Regions from separate parts of the Mus musculus genome. Here region 1 is linked to region 2. Evidence: chromatin contacts called from public Hi-C data. All regions are on one chromosome and are shown on one strand. Each heading gives the region's core, a stretch centred on a gene start, on an enhancer-like site or on the middle of the called end of the contact. The rest is flanking DNA. Distances are from core to core; before and after follow the strand shown.

The links. A called contact is a pair of places that touch in the nucleus more often than the background predicts.
Region 1: a contact with region 2 is called in a Hi-C map of the G1E-ER4 cell line, with 2.0 times the contacts expected there. The contact joins two enhancer-like sites. A contact is called at or near these places in 2 of 39 promoter capture datasets (the 3T3-L1 cell line and HPC-7-derived erythroid cells), 1 of 15 datasets of contacts at CTCF or cohesin (CD8 T cells), 11 of 484 Hi-C or Micro-C datasets (CD4 T cells, the G1E-ER4 cell line, the HPC-7 cell line and 8 more) and 3 of 115 datasets of contacts at active chromatin or transcription factors (the 230-238 cell line, bone marrow-derived dendritic cells and embryonic stem cells).

What each region holds. Positions count from the first base shown.
Region 1 is chr3:37,555,802-37,561,045 of GRCm38.p6, forward strand. All of the region lies in intron 15 of Spata5 (spermatogenesis associated 5), which reads left to right. The region is part of intron 2 of Gm36412 (a long non-coding RNA gene); the gene reads right to left. Among named protein-coding and RNA genes, the nearest start is that of Gm36412, 44 kb to the right of the region's middle. Within about 2 kb of position 3,675, at least 16 of the 459 cell types and tissues checked have an H3K27ac peak or open chromatin away from gene starts, as enhancers often do. A contact at or near this core is called in the G1E-ER4 cell line and erythroblasts, where this site is marked.
Region 2 is chr3:37,474,565-37,479,903 of GRCm38.p6, forward strand. All of the region lies in intron 14 of Spata5 (spermatogenesis associated 5), which reads left to right. Among named protein-coding and RNA genes, the nearest start is that of Spata5, 57 kb to the left of the region's middle. Within about 2 kb of position 2,492, at least 38 of the 459 cell types and tissues checked have an H3K27ac peak or open chromatin away from gene starts, as enhancers often do. A contact at or near this core is called in the G1E-ER4 cell line and erythroblasts, where this site is marked.

The sequences.
Region 1 (5,244 bases), core at 2,425-4,924, 82 kb after region 2:
TGCTGGGATTAAACAGTGGTCTGTCACCAAACCCAGCTTATAACCACTTTTCACCTCAAATGATCTTAAGAATTCTAAACACCAGAGTTTAACCTCTAGTCTAAATACTTAATATGGTGATTATCAAAAAAAAAAAAAAAATCTGTACCCTGTGTTTATCCGCATCCATTAGGAAGTTGGGGGTGGGTCTTAAGTAGCACTGTCAAGAACAGTTCCAGTTTCTTTCCATTAGTACTGCTAAAAGTTATTTCAAGACCTCTATTCTCCGCTGGTTTAAGACAAGCATGCTGGGCAGGTCATGTCCCAGTTTTATCATGGAGGGGTGCCATGGTCACTCCTCAGAGGACTTCACGTATTCCTCATATGCTTCTTCAATCATCATTCATCTAGCTCTGAAGGGTCGCTCAGTGTCATCTTCATCAGCCAACCATCTTAACAGGATTTGTTGACGAGCCCTGGCTTTGCGGCAAGTGCTTCATTGACTTCAGTTACCTCTCCTGACAGAGGTGAGGAGAGCTCACTGGCAGCCTTCACTCTCTCCAAAGTACCAAACTCCTCTTGTTTTTTCAATTTTGTCCCCACTTCTGGCAGACTGCAGTAAACAACATCTCTCAAAGCTTCCTATGCAAACTTGCTGATTCCCATCGTTCCAATACCTTCCTCTGTTGTTATCCATTCATGTTTCTCTGTGAATTTATGCATTACAGCAAAGCAGATCCAGTGTGCTGTGAGCCAGAAGGCCAGGGCAGTGCTCAGGCTGCAGGCATAGCCCACAGGCTCCTTGACACTCCCAGCAACATGATCTGAGGTCCGGAGGGTAACTGTGCTCCTCCTCCGCCACCAGGCTGGTGGGGCCACCTTTTTATTTTTTTAGCAGTGCTTTCAATTACAGTGAAATGTATTTGTGAGTCTGTAGTAAGTGCTCAGGGAAGTTCTTGTCTACCTCCCTCCCTGTGGCTTCCTTCCCTCTCTCTGTCTTCTAAGTAGGATTTCTAAGGCAGTGTCTTTTCCCCAGCATGTGTTTGTTTTCAAGGTGGGAGTTAGATCCAGATACAGCCTTTCACGTCCATGGAAAGTTGTGTGTTAGTATGTGGTCTCATTTTTAACGTACTTGCAGACGTCCTAGTTATCTGAGATCACTTTCACATGGACTGAGGTTAAGCTTTATTTCTTTTGGCTTGTCCCTCCCTCAGCAGACACTTCCTCTTTGCCTTGAAAGGACAAAACGATGTTCAGCTGTCTGGGCTTGGGCCCAGTATTTGATTTATACATTATTTAATTTCCTCCTGAAAATTGGAAGCAGGACTCTTAGGAATGGAAGTGAGTAGTTTTCGTTTGTTTAAGAACACTTTTAGATTTAATATAATCAGTAGAAGATGTCAGCATGATTGGGGGCGACTTAAGGTGAAACAAATAAAGTTAATACAAAAGAAGGGTACTTGACAGTAGAGAAGAGCTGAGGTTTCTGCATCACTTCTGGGTTGTCTTCCCCACACTGGGGGATGTGCTCTTTAGGCTCCCTCTGACTTGGGTTACAGTTGCAGTTACAGAGCAGTTCCTCAGAACCACTACTCTACCTATCTCCACAACAACAAATGCCACTATGTGAATGCCAGAATGAAATTTCTATGTTATGAATTCAGGAATTTAAAAATCAACTCTAGAAATAACATTTTGTGCTTCATGGCCACTTTGGGGCAGTTTATTCCTCTGGCCATGCTACTGTGAGGTTACACAGTCTTCCTCTTCACTGGCAATGGCTGCCTGCGCTGCCTCACTGGGCACTGTTGATCTGTCTCACTGGAGCTCTTTTGTCCTTGTAACAAGCCCAAGCTTTAGTCTCCCTGTTCTTCTCAGTGCCGTCTGCCAGATAGCCCTTTGCTTCATGATCCTTTCTTTCCTCTTTCATACAGATTCCATTCTCCAGTATGGAGATAAGCTTAAATGTTTCCAAGGTTGCTTCTTGGACCTCTTCTCTCCCTGGTGTTTTCAGACTTTTAGCATTGTGTAACAACATTGTCATCTACAAAGTTCACACTTGAGAACTGCTGGGTCACTTTACAAAAACGGAATAGCTGAGGCTGGGGAGATAGGAGAAGCTGAGCTCAGTTCCTTGGCCCTTGTGGTAAAAGTAGATTCAGTAGTGATGCTTCGTCTGTAACCCCAGGACTGAGGAGGCAGAGACCAGTGGAGTTGATTGGGCAGCCAGGCTAGCTGATTGGTGAGCTCCAGGTTCCTTGAGAGATCCTATCTCAAAAAATAAGGTGGAGAGCAATTGAGGAAGACATATACAATGTGCATCATGTACATGCTTCTCACACAAGCTTGCAAACACCACACACAAAAAGTAGAAATATTTTAAAATTTAAACCATTGAGCCCATTCATAGCTTTCTTTGGCTACGTGTCACTCTTCAACCACAGGTCAGACACACCAGTGTCAATACTACAGTGTAGACACACCAGTGTGGCTGCTTATCTTTTCTGACTGCCAGAGCCTGAGAAGCTTAGAGAGCTGCAAACAAGCATAGTTGGAAAACTACTTCGGTCCTGTCAGGCTGCTTTTGACCCCTTTGAAGGTAGTCTGTCCTTTGCTACTTCTGTCTTTACAAAGACCAACTTTGCAGAATACCACCTGCACATCATGATGGTCCTTAAGTTCAGGCCCTAAAGTCTGATGTTGCTCAGCACCCAGCACCTGCCTTCTCATCTAGCTCAGGGCTGTCTGGTGGACTAAGTAGAGAATAGTCACTGTAGTTGGGCATCTAAACCCAGAGCTGCCATTTAACTTTTGTATGATTTAGGGCAGTCTGTTCAAACCAATTAAAATTTAGTTTGTCGGTTTTCATTTATCAATTTCGGTTTTATTGGGAGATAACTTCTTGCTGGTTTATTGGGAAGTTGATGAAAGCCCTGGGCCCTTCAGACTCCTCAGCACCTTTCACATCGTGGTGGTTCTATCACGAGCCTAACTATCATCAGTATTGTTCCCCCTTGCCACCACTCCATGTTTCTCATGTTAGTTATTTCACTGCACATTCTAAACAGGCATTGGTGGCTTACTCTCCCATCTGCATTCCACACAGTTTGAGGTGGCCCTTCTGTTTCGTTTTCCATGAATGTAACACAGTGACTTCTCTTAAAAGTTTTCTTAATTTAGTTCAGGTGAGTAGAGTAGCTCTTCTTCTCCCCTAAGAGACATGCTGGCTATACAGTGTTCATAGAATTCAGTTTACATTTGTATCTTCACATTTTAATCAGATACTATCACTTAAGTCATTTCTCTCTTTTTTTTTTTTTTTAAAGGTTTATTTATTTATTATATGTAAGTACACTGTAGTTGCCTTCAGATACACCAGAAGAGGGCATCAGATCTCATTATGGGTGGTTGTGAGCCACCATGTGGTTGCTGGGATTTGAACTTCAGACCTTCAGAAGAGCAGTCGGGTGCTCTTACCCACTGAGCCATCTCACCAGCCCGTCATTTCTCTCTTATTTTAGTACATTGAAGCTTAAAACAAACCAACTTTTAAATTAATTACACTTCCTGAGACTAAAGGATTATAGTCTGAAGCAAATTTTTTTTTCTTTGGAGGCAAACTTACTGTGTAGCTCCAGCTGGCCTGGAACAGCTCGTAGACCAGGCCAGCCTCAAACTCAGAGATAGCCACCTGCCTCTGTGCTGGGATTAAAGTGTATACCACCATGCCGAGCTAATGATTTTTTTTTCTTTTAAAATAACTACTTTGGGACTGGTGAGATAGCTTATCAGGTAAAGCAACTGCTGCCAAGCCTCAGAACCTAAGTTTAATTCCTGGGACCCACATGATTGAGGGAGATAACTAGTTCCAGCAAGTTGTCCTCTGCCACAAGTGTTGTTGTGTGGGGTTTAATAACTCTGTTAGTTCTTAATATGATCTGCCAGCCCCCCCAATAATCGAGACAGAGTCCTATTGATTTATTTAATCAGCCTTAGTACAATTACTGGGCATTATCCCTGAACTATTTTTTATGCTACTCTGGCTACTTGCCAGCTGCCCTCCCCAAGTTACTTACTTGCTGTTTGAGTCTCACCCCAGGCTGTTAGTATTCCATCAGTCTGTCCTAAGGGAGTATGTCTCATGTGCTCCTGACCCATCCCATCTAATGATTGGAAATGCTCCTGCTCTCTCTGTCTTCTTTCTCCTCCTCCTCGCTTTCTCTCTCATTCTCTTCATGATCCCTACCTGTGACCCCAGTAACCAAAACCCTGCCTACCTCCATTCTCCTCTGTAACTGGCAGTAAAGCCACTTTTATTTAGCCAGTCAGAATCATTTGGTGTAAGTGAGAACCAGCTTATTGGGACTGCAACCAAATCTTGGGGGCTGATATTTAGCATTTGAATACATAATAGCACTAGACCAACCCCCAACACACAGGTCCATTCCCTACCCTAACACACACACACACACACACACACACACACACACACACACTCAAATACATTCAGTTTTTAAAAGAATTACTTTGTAGTTACAAATGATACCAAAAGTAAAGTATTTGAGATAAGAGAAATTCAAGCATTAAGTTACTTTTTAGTGTGTATGTTTTTTACTTTATAAGGGCAGCCAACCACAAAGTTTTTTTTTTTTTAGTTAAAATACCAAGTTTTTCCATCTACATACTTTTTCTTAAACAATTATTCTTTTTTCCCTTAGCATATTTCTGAAGAAACAAAACTTTCCTGCTTTTGAGAGGTAACACTTCTTTACAAATCACATGTGGCTATCTTACTTGTCATTCCATAAGCGAATTCTACATAATTGGGTTGAGTTAAAAACATAGAAACCAAATAAAAATGCAAGAGATTAAAGAGGATTAGACTTAATGAATGTTAAATAAAGATCTTTTTTAATACCACTTTATACTCCACAGTGGATATAAATAATTTCTCAAAGTGTTCTACGTACAGATTCAGTGTGAGCCTTGGGAAGGCCCCACGTCTTGACCCAGCACTCCCATTAACATTTGAAGACTCATGCACAGAAGGTATGGCTCTGTCCATAGTCTAAATCTCTGTCTTAGGACAGAGACACATTTATATTTGCTTATAGGCCAGACAAAAGTTGAGCAAGTCTTAGCAAACAGAACGTATTCATATAGAGTACCTTCTTAAAAGCACCAGCATGCCAGCTGCTGAAGGATTGCCCTGACTGGGGCCAAATGCTCAGAAAGGCCACTCAGCAAAGTGCCTGGTCAAGATGT
Region 2 (5,339 bases), core at 1,242-3,741:
TTCAAAAGAATCCTGAATGTTGAATGTTGGGTTTACAGAAATTTATTAGGTCTTTGAAAGATAAGAGAATATAGGGCTGCTTACATACATGGTGATGTGATGTATCAGTTTCTTGTTGCTGGGCTAAGTTCTTATCCTTTCCCTTTGTGACCATTACCCATGACTTTGACTGGAAGATCTCTTATTTACCTATAAGTAAAGGCTGTAACGCAAGTACATAGAAATGCATTTTCTCTTTTGAGTGCTAAAGTATGGCATATTCAACTCCAGTTTTTTAAGTGATGCATTTATAATATGTTAGATATCTTTTTAGTTATCCTGTCTTAACTTTATGAGTTAGATACCATTATAATACCTGATCCTACAAAGAGCAACATATACATTTAAGAAATCTGACCAAGGTCACAGAGCTGGGAACTAAATTTTTGAGTTGACAACTGTAGAGTTAGTGATGCAGTCCCATAATTATAATGTACACTGATTTAATTATTCAAAAAGAGTTACTTTATGCCACCACCCTTTTTCTTCCTATTTGTGTTAAATAGTAGTCCCGTCTATTCCATTAGTTCCTTCTGTAATGTCACAGAGTTGCATATGTACAGTATGTAGTCTCTTGAGAATGATTTCTTTCATTTCATGAAGTTAGGTTGTTGCTGTGCATCTAAGTTCAGTTTTTATAAAGTACAACTCTGGTCAGTTTATATGTACACTTATTCACAGGCATTTAAACTATCAGTTTTGCAATGAAGGATAATATTGTAAATGTTTATGGCAGGATTTTGTGTAAACATGCAGGGTTTTTTTTTTGGGGGGGTGGAGATTTCTTTTTCTTTCTTTCTTTCTTTTTCTTTCTTTCTTTCTTTCTTTCTTTCTTTCTTTCTTTCTTTTTTTTTTTTTGTCTCTCCTTTGTGTCTTTTTTCTGTTCTGTCAGTTTTACTAGACCATCCTCTTAAGTTTCTTCTGTCATGTCACTGCTGTGGCTTTACTGATTTTTCTCTATTGCTTTGTTATATTTAATTTTATTTCTTTCTTATAACTTCCTTTTTTATATTTTGTTTTCTCATTTTTGTGGCTGGTACTTTAATTATTAACTTGAAGCTTTACAAATGATAAAGATTTCTCTCCGGAAACTATTGCCCTATGTTTCACAAAACCTTAGATGTGTTCTATTTTTAGTCAGCTCAAGTGTTTGATAAAGTATTTAGAAATATGTTGCCTAATTTTTAAATATTTGGAATTCTCCATATACTCTTTGGAGATCAGGTTTTTATGATCAGAGAGTAATTATTTTTTTAAAAAATTTAAAATTAGTTTGACTTTTTAAAACTAGTTTGTTTTCCTTTTTTGATCTAAGATGTGATCTCTCATTGAATGTTTCCTATGTCCTTTGAAAGAGTCTCTGTTTGGTGTGGTACCCTACCAAAGTCCTGTGGTGTTGGTTTTTTGGTTTTTGGTTTTTGTTTGTTTGTTTGTTTTTTGGGTCCACTACTTTCTGAGAGAAAACTGTAAAGTATGATTCTGGATTTATCTCTTTCCTTTTTTATTCTCATTAGTGTTGATTCATACTTGCTTCTTAGTTCCTACACATCCATAACATACTACATCCCCTCTGGACTCTGTATTCTAATTCTCTAGTTATTAACATAGTCACCCATGTTTTCTTTCTTGTTTTTGTGTATCACTTCTCAATATTTTGTATAGTTGTGTGTTGTTTTATGTTCTTCTTTACTACATCTCTTATTTTATTTCAGTTGACTTTTATATGCATGACATTTAATGACATCTTGTATCTTTTACAATCTAGTAATTGCGGTTTTATTTTCTTTTGGATGACTGGAATAACTTTATCTCCCCATTTTAATTTTTCAATTATTCTTTTTGTCGTGTGTGTGTTTTATCAATTATGTTCATGGTTGAGTTTTCAGGATCTACTTTGAATTAGGAATCTTCTCATTTGAAATAAAGCATAGAGACCTTAAAATCAACTAGGTCAAGAAAAGAGGAAGATAGCTAGGTGTGTTCTGTGTTCTTCAGTCTCCCTGCTCTGGTTTCATTAAGAACTGACATTTGTGTGGTTTCAGTTTCAGCCTATAGTATAGAACTACGTGGTAAATAACTTTAGATCCCTGTCTTCCTTCTGAAGATTTGTTTTTATTTCAGTGGGAGATTACTGTTATAGATAGGAAACTCAGGGACAAAGGTTTTGTTGCTCAGCTCATGCATCAAAAATGTGTAAGATCTAGGTTTTGTACTCTGTCTTCAGGATGTAACACATTTGAGGAAATCTTTTTGTCAACTGCCCTTACTTTCTGCTTTTCAGATTGACTCTGATGTTAGCTTCTATTGTTGGAAATGTTAATACTACATGATCTTGTAGATTTTGCTGTTAGAAATCTGGTTTCCTTTCTCTTCACGTGGAGCTCCACAACAGAAAAGAATGTTAATGATCCTTTAAATGATTGCTATATGATTATGATCTAGTCTGTTTTGTCATAACTTATTTAGAGGATGATTCGGGTTGAGGGACCATACCTTTCCTATATTGCAGTGTTACCATACACTTTATGAATAGCCAGTCTTCATTTTTGTGACCATTTATTGACATGGTCCTAAAGAACAAGAAATGTTCACTTTTTATTTAGACCCCTTCTTAGTGTAAACCCCCTATCATGTAAACAGCCAACCTAATTATGAACAATATAGCTTTCTACAGCACAGCGTAACCTAGTTTGCCTTTTCTTATATAGATTGCCTGTACTAGAAATGGGTTTTCAGTCATTTGAAGCCAGATTCTGATTTTAATTTGGTCTTTTTGTGAGAAGAGGACTTCTGTCTATAAAACGAGAATAGCTCCTTGGCAAGTGTTTGAGAATGCAAGGGAAAAGTTCATGTAAATCAAAGTGCATCCTTTTATGGATTCTCTCTCTATGAGGGGAAAAGGGAATGAAAATATAATGGATAAATACCATTATATTTATTAAAATTTTAAATTGTACTTTTAATTATCTTAAGTTTCGCTTTCACTTTCAGTTGTACTATTGAATATGTGTTAGTGTGCATAATACATCAGCTATTTCACAGCAATCATTGCATTAAATTATCATAAATAGTCCTTTGAGACCCGTTAGCACCTTTTTCTTTCACGGTGTGATAGTTATTGCCGAGCTGCTCAGACTGCCTGGCATCTGGAATTTCGTGTGGTTGGTGTTTACATGGTCTCTCTTCATATCGGGAGTCCAGTTTCATTTGAATTTTTTTATTTGGGGAAGTGCGTCTTCAGTGGATTGCTTCTTCTGATCACCTTAACTTTATGAGGAACTTTTTAATCAGTCTGTGTTGATACAAGTCTGCTTTGGTTGACTAGTCTGGAAAGTATTTAGCTAGAAACAAGGAAGACTGAAAATTGAAGAAGCCCCATTCATTGTCCACTTCACCCCACCTTGCTAGCACCATACTGATTTAGCAACAAAATGGTTGTTTTCCTCTCCCATTCCTGCCTTTTCCTTTGTCATATATGATTTGTTTTATATCCATATATTTACTACACAATCTATAATTGAAATTCCATCTCTAGCTTCTGTCTATTCAAGTTGTTTGCCAGTATCTATATTATAGCACTGTAGAGCTGTGTGGATATGGCAAGTTCAAAATAAACACAATTGGGACCTAAAGGTTTTCTTCTTTTTAGAACTGGTTCCCATTTTTGAAATATTAGTATCATTATAAGTCCTTAGTGAAGCTTGTATCCTCTATTGGTACTAGTACCTCACTCAGTTGGTGCTGTGCTTAGAGTAACAACAAGAATTTAAAGAAGGCATGGTTGTTGTGTGGGAAATGAGGAAGTGTTAACAAGTGTGAGTTTTGTGAGAATAATGGAAGCATGTACAGGAGAATCTAGTGCCTTGAATATTGCAGAGGATGATGCAAGCCCAAAAAGATTGAACCATTTCAAAAGTAGAGAAGAAAATAAGATACTGAGTCTAAAGTTTGGCTCTAGCCAGATCTATGGGTAAGTTTCTCCTTTTTGATCTTTAATTTGAGAGCACATTTAAAAGCTAAATGGTTTTTCTCCCTTCAGGTAGTTCAGAAAGTTGAATCTCACCAAAAATTGTATACTACTGTTTTATAGGGCTATATTTTCTTTTTCTAACTTTCATTCAAGCTTTTATAAATGACAAACAAATCAATGCATTTATAGTTTGGAAAGAGGATATCTTCATAATTGTTTAGCTCACTATTTGTTTACTTTTTTACATTTTCTTTCAAATGGATAGGTTTGTCTTGGCCAGCAAAGCTTAAGTAAATAGTATGATTGAGTTTGTTTACCTATTAACACTGTGTAGCACTGTGGTAGTGACTGCCTTCCCTGGCATTGTTCTGAGCCTAGGTTACAGTTAAGTACTATATTCTGCCCTGCATGCCTGCAAGAAAGCCAGTATGTGAAGTTATGCCCACATTACCAATAGAGGAAATGAGAGTATTAGGTTCAGGGTCCAGAAAGAAGTAACATCTTCGAAATGTTAATGGGCAATAACTTTGAGCCTGAAAGTTTATCTAACTACCCTGTAAGTTAAATAGAAGCGAACAATGAGGGGTGGGGGAGAGGGAGAGAGAGCACACATGCAAGCGTTCGAGCTAACTAGCTCTCTGAGCAGGTATCCTAGCAAGAAGAGGGATATGTTCAGGGGATCCATATGAATAGTAATAGGAAGTAAACATTTAGTAGTGTGTACATTGTCTTAACTAAACAGTAGGTTTTGGCAACTAAATGCCTCATCGTTCTAAAGCAGCAGTTCTTAGTCTATAGGCCTTTACTCCTTTGGGGTTGCATATAAAAAATTTATATTATGCTTCATAACAGCAAAACTACAATTATGAAGTAACATTAAAATAATTTCATGGTAGGAGTCACCACAACATGAAGAACTGTATTAAAGGGTTACAACATTAGGAAGGTTGAGAACCACTGATGGAGTATAAAAACTAGGGAGTTGTTGAGTTGTGATTTTAACTTCAGTGGAACAAAAGAGTAAAAGGTTGGTTAGAGACTAGAAATAATGAAACTTAGGACTGTGTCAGGGGAAATACATAGTGTACTTTAGATACTGATAGCAAAAATATGTAGTTACAGAATTCAAAGTACGCTGATTCTTTCATAGCAGATATCAGGCAAATCAAAAGGGCCCTAATAAAGTGGGAAAAGAAAAGAATAAAGAACATTGGTTATTTGGTCCCATGTAATCTGTCCGTGGTGGAGATTTACTATATCACTTTAACTGCTATCCAAATGTTTGTTTTCATCAAGTAGAGAAACATACATGGCTGGAGATGTACCTCAG